Linked DNA regions of Mus musculus: regions 2 and 3 are each linked to region 1. Evidence: chromatin contacts called from public promoter capture Hi-C data. All regions are on one chromosome and are shown on one strand. Each heading gives the region's core, a stretch centred on a gene start, on an enhancer-like site or on the middle of the called end of the contact. The rest is flanking DNA. Distances are from core to core; before and after follow the strand shown. Region 1 overlaps Rgs10 (regulator of G-protein signalling 10). Region 2 holds the start of Inpp5f (inositol polyphosphate-5-phosphatase F). Region 3 has its middle 35 kb from the start of Inpp5f.

What was found. Promoter capture Hi-C pulls out the DNA fragments that hold promoters and counts their contacts. Capture Hi-C pulls out chosen DNA fragments and counts their contacts.
Region 2: a contact with region 1 is called in a promoter capture Hi-C map of pre-B cells, with 2.4 times the contacts expected there. The contact joins the promoter of Inpp5f here to the enhancer-like site in region 1. A contact is called at or near these places in 4 of 39 promoter capture datasets (fetal liver, hematopoietic stem and progenitor cells, pre-B cells and 1 more), 3 of 484 Hi-C or Micro-C datasets (CD4 T cells and CD8 central memory T cells) and 8 of 115 datasets of contacts at active chromatin or transcription factors (CD8 T cells, effector CD8 T cells, embryonic stem cells and 4 more).
Region 3: a promoter capture Hi-C map of adipose tissue shows a contact between it and region 1. The contact joins two enhancer-like sites. A contact is called at or near these places in 2 of 115 datasets of contacts at active chromatin or transcription factors (effector CD8 T cells and memory CD8 T cells) and 2 of 9 other capture datasets (adipose tissue and embryonic stem cells).

Annotation. Positions count from the first base shown.
Region 1 is chr7:128,389,869-128,393,767 of GRCm38.p6, reverse strand. The region is part of intron 3 of Rgs10 (regulator of G-protein signalling 10); the gene reads left to right. Among named protein-coding and RNA genes, the nearest start is that of Gm39092, 25 kb to the right of the region's middle. Within about 2 kb of position 1,652, at least 166 of the 459 cell types and tissues checked have an H3K27ac peak or open chromatin away from gene starts, as enhancers often do. A contact at or near this core is called in CD8 T cells, CD8 central memory T cells, adipose tissue and 7 more, where this site is marked.
Region 2 is chr7:128,609,688-128,613,586 of GRCm38.p6, reverse strand. It overlaps Inpp5f (inositol polyphosphate-5-phosphatase F), which reads right to left and starts at 2,222. Exons shown (of 20, transcript NM_178641.5): 1 at 1,896-2,222. The coding sequence starts at 1,992.
Region 3 is chr7:128,574,170-128,578,068 of GRCm38.p6, reverse strand. No RefSeq gene overlaps it. Among named protein-coding and RNA genes, the nearest start is that of Inpp5f, 35 kb to the left of the region's middle. Within about 2 kb of position 2,063, at least 13 of the 459 cell types and tissues checked have an H3K27ac peak or open chromatin away from gene starts, as enhancers often do. A contact at or near this core is called in adipose tissue, where this site is marked.

The sequences.
Region 1 (3,899 bases), core at 403-2,902:
GGATGATAGGGAGGATAGAGAGGATGATGGAGAGGATAGAGAGGATGATAGAGAGGATAGAGAGGATGATAGAGAGGATAGAGAGGATAGAGAGGATGATAGAGAGGATAGAGGTGCTGATGGGAGATGTGTTCCAGAGTCAGGCATGCCGCAAATAGGGTGTGGGCCATATGCAGAGATGCTGCAGGGACTTGAAGCTCCACCTTCCTAGAGGAAAGACTAGAGGAGCCCTGGACAGGTGACCTTCCCTTCTTTTGATGTCTCTGGGACTCCCTACCTGTGTTGCCAATGGTCAGTTGACTCATGAGCCAGTAGCTTAGGAGACTGTTAGGCTGCGTGGTAGTTATATGAGAGTAGTTACAGCATCCGGGGCAGGACTCAAATTTAGGGAATGTCTAGGACACAGGCCGTGCTGAAGGCGAACGGCAGAATCTGAGGCTCTCCTGGTGAGGGAGCAGGGTGAAGGAAGAAGGCAGGTGTTACCCAGGACTGGAGCCAGAGACCCCTGGAGGGGCTTAGTAACCAGAAGCCGCCAGGAGCCCCCAGGCAACATGGCCTAGCCTGTGGGATTCAGCTGAGAGGTGGAGAGCAGAGCGGGTGGGAGGAGCTCCCGTCTACTCTTGAGCTGTGTCTGTAGAAATTGGGAGTGAGGAGGCTGATTGCCACGAGGAAGTGAAGTGAAAGCTTTTATGGTGGCTGAGCATCAGCGTGGGCCCTAAGTGTGTGTGTGTGTGTGTGTGTCTGAGAGAGAGAGAGAGAGAGAGAGAGAGAGAGAGACCACACTGCACCTTCCTGAGCACTGGACAACTGATGACTTTGCTGTTCTGAGCAGACCGGTGTCTGGGGCTCTGAGCAAAGTGAATTCACTTCTCTTAAACCTGCGCTGGTTGGGAGCAGGGTTTCAGGCTGACTTCCTACCCAGTGTGGGTGCAAACCAGGCTTCATAGCACCTGCAGGAAGGGCCCTGACCTGTGCCTGGAAGGAGCCGAGACCGGATACATCTATCTGTCTGTCTCAGGGAAGGGAGGGCTGTGGTGGAGGCAGTGGCTAGGTGCATATGCCAGCACTTTCACACACTCAGAACTGACTCCACCAAGGGAGCTAGTCTGTTCTTATTCTTACAGCGGCGGCGGCGGCTAGAACAGGGTTAACAAAACTCTGGAAAATTCTACCAGAATAGCTCAAGCGAGCAGTTCTTCTTTTCTGTTCAAGTCTCGGCCTGGACACCAGGCCTTCCCGTGACTGGCCTGTGGTCAGCTGTCTCAGGGTTTCCCTTTTCGGTCACACTTCCTATCCTAGCGCAGATAAGCCTGCTCACTCATTCTCCTGTACCCACTGGGTCAGCCCAGGGGCGCACCCTGTCCTCAGTGGCTGGGGAAGGACAGCTGATTCGAGAGGGCTGGTTGATAGTGCCCCCTCCCCCCACACCTGCTTCCTCTCCCTTGGGCCACCTGCCCCCACATATGGAGCCTCAAGCTGCTCACTTCTGTGTCTCATTTTCAGAACTCCCCCAAGAGAGCCTGAGTTCATGGGAGCCATGTGTGTGCATGCGTGCATGGCAGAACAGCTGTGTGGATGTCTTAGGAGGGGAGACCTGCAGACTGTTGCACGCAGTTCGCTCATCTGGCCAACTGAAATTCTACTTTCATGAAGTAACTTTAAAACAGGAAGTGGGTTTCCAAAAATGTTCCCTTCTGACAGAATGGGGATGGTGGAAGACACTCATGGCTCTGTGGAACTGGTGGGTCTTTGAGAGACATGAAGTTCCAAACTGCTCTTCCGGGGCAGGCCTCATGATGGTCCCCAGACCTTCCCCAGGAATAGTCGTATTTATCTCAAGAGGCTCCCATGTCTTTGAGTTTGACATAAACGAATTGCTCCTGCAGGCAGGAAGAACAGACACAAGGCTTTGAGCGCTGTCCCCGCTTTGGGCACTGTTCCTATATCAGCAGAGACAGAGTCAGGCCTCAGCCTCATAGGGTCTTTAGCTTTCTGGTCTCTGGCTTGAAACGAGCGCTTTTCTTCTCTTTAAGCACGGCTAATTGAAAACGTCCAGGGATTTCCCTAAGAGCAGAAGTTTTCAGAGCCGGGTGTTCTCCCAGTGAAGTTCTGCAAGTGTCCTCTTAGGCTGAGAGCCTCTCTGGGAGAAAAAAAGTGTTATCTTAGGGTCTCCTGACCTCCCCCACCTCCTCCACACACTTCAGCTGTGTGAAAGGCATCTCTTCATTGCCTTGCTCTGTGGGGTTGGAGGGGGGTCTGAGGCTTGAGGTTCACACAGGAGCTATCTCTGCTGCCACAGATGGCCCCATTCTCTTCAAGAAGAGGGAGGGAAGTTCTGGTGGAGAGTGCTGAGACTGCAGCCCTGCCCACCACAACTCTGAAGACTTTAAATAAAGCTGGCTTCTGCCATCAGGGAAGGTCATAGCCCTGTCACGGTTCTTAATTGCTCCTACCATCAGGCCATGTCACGGCCCTGCCACAGCTCTCAGTGTAATGAGACTGCAGGTGAGTGAACATCTTGTCAGCCCTTGTCTCCAAGATTCCCAGTGGGGCTGCGCTGGGGACTTTTGGCATACAGTGAGTGTTTTTCTCTGCATCACTTACACTTACTGTGTGAAAACTTCTTCCACTGGAAGACAGATAAGCCATCTATCCTAGAGAGCTCAGGGTGCCTTGTGGGACCAGAGTAGGGCTGAAGTTTGGAGTCAGACAGTCTTGGTGTCACCTGTTCTGGCCCTGGTCCTCATCAGGAAACCAGCATTAACAGGGGAGAAAGACCAAGAGGTTAAGGGAAGGGAAGCAGGCTTAGCATGTCCATGGCACAGCAGGCGCTGGTGGCAATGCATGTACATATGGGTAGTTTCATGAGACTTTATTTGACCTGGTGAAACACACATAATTAAAAACCTTTGGAGTGTCTCCATGGCACCGAATGTATTCACAATGCTGTGCAGGCACGACCACTTACCGGATCCCAAATCTTCTCAACACTCCAAAGAGAACCCCCATCCATGCCTCTGCCCCAGGCATTTCCAGGAATTCCTAGTCAAGGAATTGAAATAAAGGTGCACAAAGACTGGAAAGTAGCAAGGTAACGGTGCTGGAGAGATGGCTCAGTGGTTAGGAGCACTGACTGCTCTTCCAGAGGTCCTGGGTTCAATTCTCAACATGGTGGCTCACAACCGTCTGTAGTGGGGATCCGATGCCCTCTTCTGGTGTGTCTGAAGACAGTGACAGTGTACATCAATCAATCAATCAATCAATCAATCAATCAATCTTTAAAAAAAAAAGGAGAAGCAGGGAAAGTATTCAAAAACCTAGCCACCCTAGTATAGCTCAAAAGAAAGACACTGTCAAGAGGAACAACAGAGGCCAGGCATGGTGGCACAAGAATTTAATCCCAGCACTCAGGAAGCAGAGGAAGGTGGATCTCTGTGAGTGTGAGGCCAGCCTGGTCTCCATAGCGAGTTCCAGGACAGCCAGAGCTACAGAGTGAGACCCTATCTTAAAAACATACAATGACTGACAGCGGGCCACACGAGTATGGGTACACGCAGGGGCCCCAGCTTACTGCCTGAGACTACTTTGATGGGGTTCTGAGGAAGGAGGGGGTGTTTACTAAGGGCCATGCCATGGGTGACTCTCTATTTTAACTGACACGTCTAAGATAGAAATTTTACTGTGCATATGTCCCTTCTCACAATGCATCTGCTTTGAATCACCTGCACACTCAGTGGTACACAGGTGTAAGATGGTAAATAGAGAGATGCTCTCTAAAAATTCACTTAGAGGACACAGTTTGTCTTATTGCCCAACCACCCAAAACTAGTTCAGGTCAGGTTGGCCCCCTACCAGTGTACCTCGTTCTGACTGGAGTATGAGTGGACAGAAACAAGAGC
Region 2 (3,899 bases), core at 973-3,472, 220 kb before region 1:
ATCCCAGCACTGGTTGGTCCTATAACACCACTTGTAATACAAAAACAAAAGCAAAAAAAAAACCAAACTTGGTCAGAAGTCTATTCGGCTCTTGAATAATCAAGATGAAAAAAAAACTAAAGATTTTAACTCTGTCACTTTAAACAACAGCAACACTCACCACAAAGAGAAGACAATGTTCAATAAAGAGAATTTGAAATAACTCTGTATAGATTAAAAAAAAAAAAAGACCTAAACAGCATTCAGATCAATTAAATATTACTAAAATAGCTGTATTTGAGATCTTAAATACTGGATAGGTTAAACTAGTCAATAACTACAGGATACTTTCTAAGGCTTCCAATGGCCTGTTAAATCTGAACTATGATGGCCTCTGCCTTCCTCTAGGCGCTACCTACGTTTGTGGGTGATGGGATACGTATCTACGAAATGAGATACACTGAACTGTGATGCTATACCAAACTTTTGATAATGGTGAAAAGTTTTACACTTGCTCTCTGATACGAACTTTGGACAAACAAAGAGCAAACCTCAGGGCTAGCTCCAGGAAAGGGCCCGGCTAAACTTTCTGCTTGAGAAAACTGACCTGCGGAGATGAAAAGTCCTGTCTGATGAGCTGAGAAGGACTCCAAGCTCCCTCCATTTATGCATTCCAGCTGCCAGGAATTTGGCCCGCGGGACTTTTACAGCTAAATTCCCCCCTGCTTTACACCTTGCAGGGTGACAGGCTAGGAAAAGTGGTCAGATTAGAATAAAGTGGCCCATCATCTATTCCAAGGTCACCAAAAGTCTTACTGTGGCCACCGTAGTGCCTCCATTCTGAAAAGAGGAAATAAAATACAGCGGCAAGAAAATACAACCAGAGCCATATTTCTGAAGAAGAAAAAAAGTTGTTCTTCACCGCTCTAGCAGAGTAACTTTGCAGGTCTCCGTAAGGACACAATGGACACTGATGAAAAGTGTCACCAAACCGCTCCACTTTCTGGGATCTCACACTTCTCTCCTCACCTGAGAAAGAAGATCCTGACCCTACTCTTTCAGGCTGCTGTGGGGATTGGCACTAAGACACGAAAGGACCTGTCCTCAGAAGCCATCCCATAAGAGGTAACAGGATGACCTAAAAAGCTCCCTTGAAGTTATTCTACTGGATGTACTCAAAGAACGCAGGAAAACGTCCAATGCCGTGGCTCGTTCAAGAGTTCCAGTCTCACTTTTCCTAAAGTAAAAAAGTGTTGACCAATGAAGGAAAAAAGCACTGGAGAACTAAGTAGAAGCTGCCCAAACTCCTCCGAGCGATAACTGACCGCAGCTGTCTGAGAACAGGAGCTACTATTTAAGCCAACTAACTGCAAACAAAGTTTTCTAAAGCAAACTGATGGCTGGAGACTTTGACCTCTCCTAACTGTGTGTGACAGACATCCAACACGACTTCTTCTTGAAAATGGCAATTCATACACTAGTTTTCGATCAAGTCCTGTGAGGTAACCGTCCTGAAGTCACTCTTTAATAAGTGACCGGGAACAACTCAAGGATGTCAAGAAGGAGTGTCCCGCATTAGGTTCCACTGAACTGATGGGACTGGAACCCAGAACTTCCCACGCTGGACCGTGAGAAGACGCTGCAGGTGGAGGCCTACGAGGGGTTCATAAGGGACCCTATCCCCGCACCCCAGGCCCCAGATACTGGAAGAGGTGCACTAAAGGGGGTGACCGGCCTTCCCCGCCTCCCTGAGGCAGGAGGACTCCCCGAAGCGGCGGCCGCTCCCCTCAGGACTAGCGCTGACATCCCCAAGCGTCCCGCCCAGCCTCGCGATCCCGGGGCCGGAGGGGCCGGGCCGCGCCCCCCGCGCTCCAGCTGGCCCGCGCGCCCCACCCAGCCCGCGCCGCGCGCCTCACCCGGTCGGAGCTGCAGGCCGCCGTCGCGCCGGCTGCACCACAGGGCACGCTCGCCCTGCTGCAGGATGTAGTGGTCCTTAGCCTGAAAGAGCTCCATGCCGGCCCCACGCGCTCCGGGAGGCGGCGGTCCCCCGGCCCAGGCACGGCAGCGGCCCGCCCTGGAGCGATGCTGGAGTCCTCCTCCACCGAGACCACCAGAGTCCGTGCCTCAAGGAGACTCCGAGGACCCAGCCCACGGAAGAACAGAGTGGGGAAGCACTCGGGGGCCTGACCCGCGGGCCAAGAACACGCTTGGGCGGCCGAGGCCCGGGAGGCCTTTTCCCCCTCCCCCCACAACTCCTGTACCTAGGCTCCGCCCCCTATCCTGAGACTCCACCTCCTACAGTTCATCCTGGCTCCCTCTAGACTCCGCCTCCTCCCAGGTTCCTCCCCTCAGCGTGCAACTTTCCCTCCTATAGTTCCTCCCCTCTCCCTTAGGCTCCGCCCTTGCTCAGGCTCCTCCTCCGACCTTCCGACTCCGCCTCCCTCTGTAGTTCTCCGAAAGCCCTCCTAGGCCCCGCCCTGGTCCCGCCCACGAGTTTCTGGCTCAGCCCTCTCCCAGCCTGTGTCTCAATCCTCTTTCTCCTTTCAGCTCTCGCCGCACCTCTTTCAGTTCCTCCCTCTCTGTCTATAGCCTCTACTCCTCTGCCTCTCCCACTCGCCGGCCTTACCAGCTGCGACCTCAGGCAGGCCCTGAGCCTAAGTCTGGTTATACTGGCTCGACGCCCTTTATGCAGCCATTTCTTGATCTTTCCCTGATGTGCAAGCCAGTCCTTCATTCCTTCCATTAGCTCCTAGAAAAGTCTGGTCAAGTCCCCGAATCCACCTGACATTCCTTCCTCCTCGGAGTACATTTACCCCTAGTCTGAGCAAAGACCAAACCAAGCCCAGAAGTACAGCCATGGTTGTCTCCAGGGTTCTACCCCAAGTTAGCACTCGGCTGAGCAGAGGCCGCTCTGTTTTGGCATTTCCTATTAGAACCTGGACACCAATAATCATTTAGTAAATGCACATTAGTGGAGATGTGTCTCCACAGAATACACACTTAGAGTTAGCTGGGCTAGTGAGGAGAAGGTACAGCAAAGTCTGAGAAGCCGGCCTACAGGAAGTCAGTAAAAGGGACGTCACTCAGAGATGGTAAAATGGCCAGGTGTCAATCTGAACCAGAAAGATTTAGGAGAAAAAGCTTCCAGTTCTAGACCTATCTCCCAGTCTCCAGACTTTGGGTCTGTCTTGTTCTGTGTGATCTTGGGACAATTTTAGTCTCTACTGATTGAATTCGTGACCTTTACTACACTCTTAGACTCCCAATTCTGTATGTTCCTGTCTTCCTTTAAAGCAATCTTTAAAAAAAAAAAAAAAAAAAAGAGGCCTAACCACCGGAGCTGGGTGGCTCAAGAGTACTTTGCTACTTTTGCAGAGGACCTCCGGTTCAGTTCCCAGCACCTCCAGGGCAGCTCACAACCAACTGTGATGAGACACCTCTTCTGACCTCTGTTCCTGTATGGGTGTAGTGCACAGGTTCATAAATATAAAGTAAATGGTGGTGCTGCTGCTGCTGGTGGTGGTGCTGCTGGTGGTGGTGCTGCTGTGTTGGGAGCCGCGCCCACATTCGCCGTTACAAGATGGCGCTGACAGCTGTGTTCTAAGTGGTAAACAAATAATCTGCGCATGTGCCAAGGGTATCTTATGACTACTTGTGCTCTGCCTTCCCCGTGACGTCAACTCGGCCGATGGGCTGCAGCCAATCAGGGAGTGACACGTCCGAGGCGAAGGAGAATGCTCCTTAAGAGGGACGGGGTTTCGTTTTCTCTCTCTCTCTTGCTTCGCTCTCTTGCTTCTCTCTCTTGCTTCTCTCTCTTGCTTTTCTCTCTCTCTTGCTTTTCTCTCTCTCTTGCTCTTTCGCTCTCTTGCTTTTCTCTCTCTCTTGCTTCTTGCTCTCTTGCTTCTTGCACTCTGTTCCTG
Region 3 (3,899 bases), core at 814-3,313, 180 kb before region 1:
GTAGGGGGTGGGGTGAGAAGAACTGAGAGGAGCTACTGAGTAAGCAGAGGCCAGCAGATAGTTAAGTATGCTAATAAGAACCACACTTAGCCATTTGTCCTGAGTTTCTTTTGGACCTGACAGAAGCAAGGGGCAGTATTTATAGAGGGTGAAATAGAAGCTTCATGCCCTAACTCATGACTGTGCCTGCCGTTTCTGTGGCTGTCCTGGGTGGTTCCTGTAACATGCCTCTTCTCTCTCTCTCTCTCTCTCTCTCTCTCTCTCTCTCTCTCTCTCTCTCTCTCCAACTCCTCAGCCAATCAGATGGCTTTCCCAGGCCTCATATAGATTAAAACAGAAATGGAATGTATGGGCTAAGAAGCCCATGTGACTTAGGAGAGAGCTTGCCTTGCTCAAATTCACAAAGCTCTGGGTTCCATCCATAGCACCTCATGAAATGAGGTGGTAGCTAATAAGGAGAAAGTCATGAGAGCACTAGAGTTTAAGGTTATCCTCAGCTACATGGGATCCAAGAGGCCCTAACACACACACACACACACACACACACACACACACACACACACACACACGGTGAAAGGATGGCTCAGTGGGTAAAGCACTGTACTGCAAGCATCAGGACCTAAGGTCACATCCCCCAGTACCCGGGTAAATGCCAAGCGATGTGGTGCACGTCTGTAATATCAGCATGGGATTGGACCAAAGGGCTAGTGAGCTCATGGATCTTGGAGAAGAACCTATGACCATCACTTTAATAAACCAGCACAATCTCGAGCTACACTCTAAATATCTCTCTTGATACCCACAGAGAAGTATGGGTCTCACCTCTCATCAAGAAACTTCTGTTTGCAGCAGAGGGAGATGGCTACAGAAACCACAACCAGTCAAAATGCAGTCATGGAATTCAGTCCCAGTGGATCTATCTACAACACAACTCCCGTGCCTAAGGCCCAGGGAACATTGTACAAGAGGGAGTGGAAAAATTCCAAGAGCCAGAAGATCAGGGAGTTTGCTATGAGTGAGATATTGTCTCCTCCTAATGTCAGAAGCTACACCCATACAGTCTCACCAACCTGACTAACCATGAGCTATAAGCAAGGGCTGTAACATGTCCCAGACCTTACCACAACTGACTCTATGATGGAAGTACCATTCAGGCCATTAAACCTCACATGTAGACTGCCCCACCGGACAAAACTAAAACAAAGACCTAATCCACCCAAACCGGTTGTTCTGGAAACGTCTCTAAATGTACTGACCTTGCTTTTTGGGTTTCTATAGTTCTGCTTCTGGCTAACTGTTCTTGTTAACTGAAGTATGTCAACCCACAAGATAATTTTTGTGCCTAAGAGCTCACCCTGAGAAAGGCTTGGGACTACAGTGGGATCATGAACACCCGGTATTCATCAGGTGTAGATGTAGAAATACTATTGTTGCATACATACATTTACTTATTTTTGCAGGACTAGGGTTGAATCCATGACCTCCCTGCTTACCAGGCAAGTGCTCTACAAAGGACTAGATCCACAGCCCTCTTTCAATTTTGTATTGTGATTGGTGTTTTTGCTCTTACTGTTTGCTCTGTTGGGGATCAAACCTAAAGCTCTGGAATTCTGGGAAAGTGGTCCCCACCAATGACTAGGTCTCCACTCCCTACTCGTTATTTTGAGATAGGAGCTCACTAGGTTGCCAAGGATGATCTTAAACTTGCTCTGTAGCCCAGACGAGCCTTGAACTTGCAATTTTCCTGTCTATAAGTCTCTGGCAGCTGGAATTACAGGGCTGGGCAAGGCTTAACTATCGGCTTAACATTTTTGAAGAGTTGTTTTTCTGAGTATGTGACAGGAGATTTCATAAAGGTTTGTAAAATGAGGCAACCTTGTTGTTTAACTCTACAGAAAAAGAGAAATACAGAGAAAGGGGAGTGGGGATATTTTTATGCATGGTTGCCAAGAGTTAAAGTGTTGAAATAGAAAAAGGAAGAAAAACCTTGTGAGAGAGAATCTTAGTCTTGGCTTTCTCAGATTTCTTCTCTAGCGTGAAAACAACACATTTAGGTCAGAGGTCAAAACACGCAGTTGAGGCAACAGAAGAAGTTGGCATTTTCTGTGTGGTGGAGTGGGACCAAATGTTATTCAGTTCAGTGTTCCCCATGCATCTGGATGCCAAGGACCTGCCATCCAACAAATGTTGACCAAAGCAAATGACTTGTATAAAGAAAGTAGAATTCTCATTGAATCAGGTTGTAAGGCCTAGAGGCAGGCTCCTATGCCACAATATTTTTAAAAAGATGTATTTGGGCGGAGAAGGGGAGAGGACAGAGAGACGGTTCCGTAGTTGAAAGCATTAACTGCTTTTAAAAAGGACCTGGGTTCAGTTCTCAGAACACACGTAGTGGTTTACAACCATCTGCAACTCCAGTTTCAGAGGATCCAGAACCCGCTCCTGGCCTCTATGGGCACTAGACATGCATACAGTACACATATATACATGTAGGAAAAACACTCAGACACATAAAATAAAAATAAATACATATTTATAAAGAAAAAAGAGACTTATTTGGGGCCTGGATGTGGTGACTCATGCCTTTAAATCCAATGCTTGGGAGACAGGGCCAGGAAGATCTTCGTGAGTTCAAGGCCAGCCAGAGATACACAGTGAGAAATCCTGTCTCATGGGCATGTTTTGGCAAGATCAGACACTCACGTGGCTAACACAGGTTCTGTGCTGCTGAAGAATGAGCCAAAGACCCGACTCAGGCCACAAGCAGTGGGCGCTTCTACCCTGGCATAGCTGCCATGGTATCGAAAATGAAGATGGCAACACTTCATCAAGGGCATAGGGAGAAGGAGCCAATGAGAGAGAACTTTACCTGGCTCCAAGGAGGGGCATAATAAACAGCTGTCATTCTTATTAAAGGAGGGGCAAGCTGGTGTCTAAGCTGTCAGCTCATGTACCCAGTCCTTGTCTCATGAGAGGCTACACTCAGAGTCCATGATTCAGGGCATTCTGTCTCATTCTAAGATTCACACTAATAGACAATGTAGGCGAGCAAGAGTATCTGGCCATATGGGAACACCACTTTTGAAGAGAACTTTAGTGAAGGCCAGATTTTAACACGACTTTAAAAACTTAGCCCTAAATGAGAGCATCCTCCTCCCTGACTACTGAATGGAACAGGACTCACAGCCATCCAGGCCTAATGGAGGAGCCAGAATAGAGTGATGGAGTCATACTACTCTCTTCCCCAGAAGGTGGTCCTGGCAATGGCTGGCAAACACAGCGGAGCTCTTTCCTGAACTCAGAAAATGGAAGAAGAGCAGCGCTTGGAGCCTCATCTCTGAGACCACCTACTGCTAGGAGTGGTCTCCTCTCCCTAGAGAGAGGGAGCTATTAAAGGATGACAGTATTTCTCCCAAAAGGGGATAAAAGCAGGAATCATCTTTCTTTCTACCCTGCAGCAGAAAAGGGACTGAAATTGCGCATCGCCCTCTAAAAGCTGTCAGGTGTCTGAAAGTTGAAGATGGTTTTTCTGGCATAAAAAAGAAGCTAGACAAAGACATGGAACAAAAAGGAGCCTGTAATTTATTTTCTCTACAGTAGGGTGAGCATGGGTGTCCAGACAGGAGGGTAGGAACAGGAGGTTTTTTTTTTTTTTTCTTCAAGGCTGATTAATTGGAAGAAAGGTATTGATTAAGACCCAGCAGCAAATGTGGTATTCATCTATGAAATGCCACAGGCACTCTCATTAAGTGAGGGAACAGAACATGTAAGTCTCTCAGTGCCCAGCATTTTACCAGACTCTGTAATAGCACAATAAGAAAGGCTAAGAAGCACGGTAATTAGAATAGAGAAAGCAGACTCGTCTGATTGTCAGTCTCTTGCTCTGCCGCAGGAGCAGA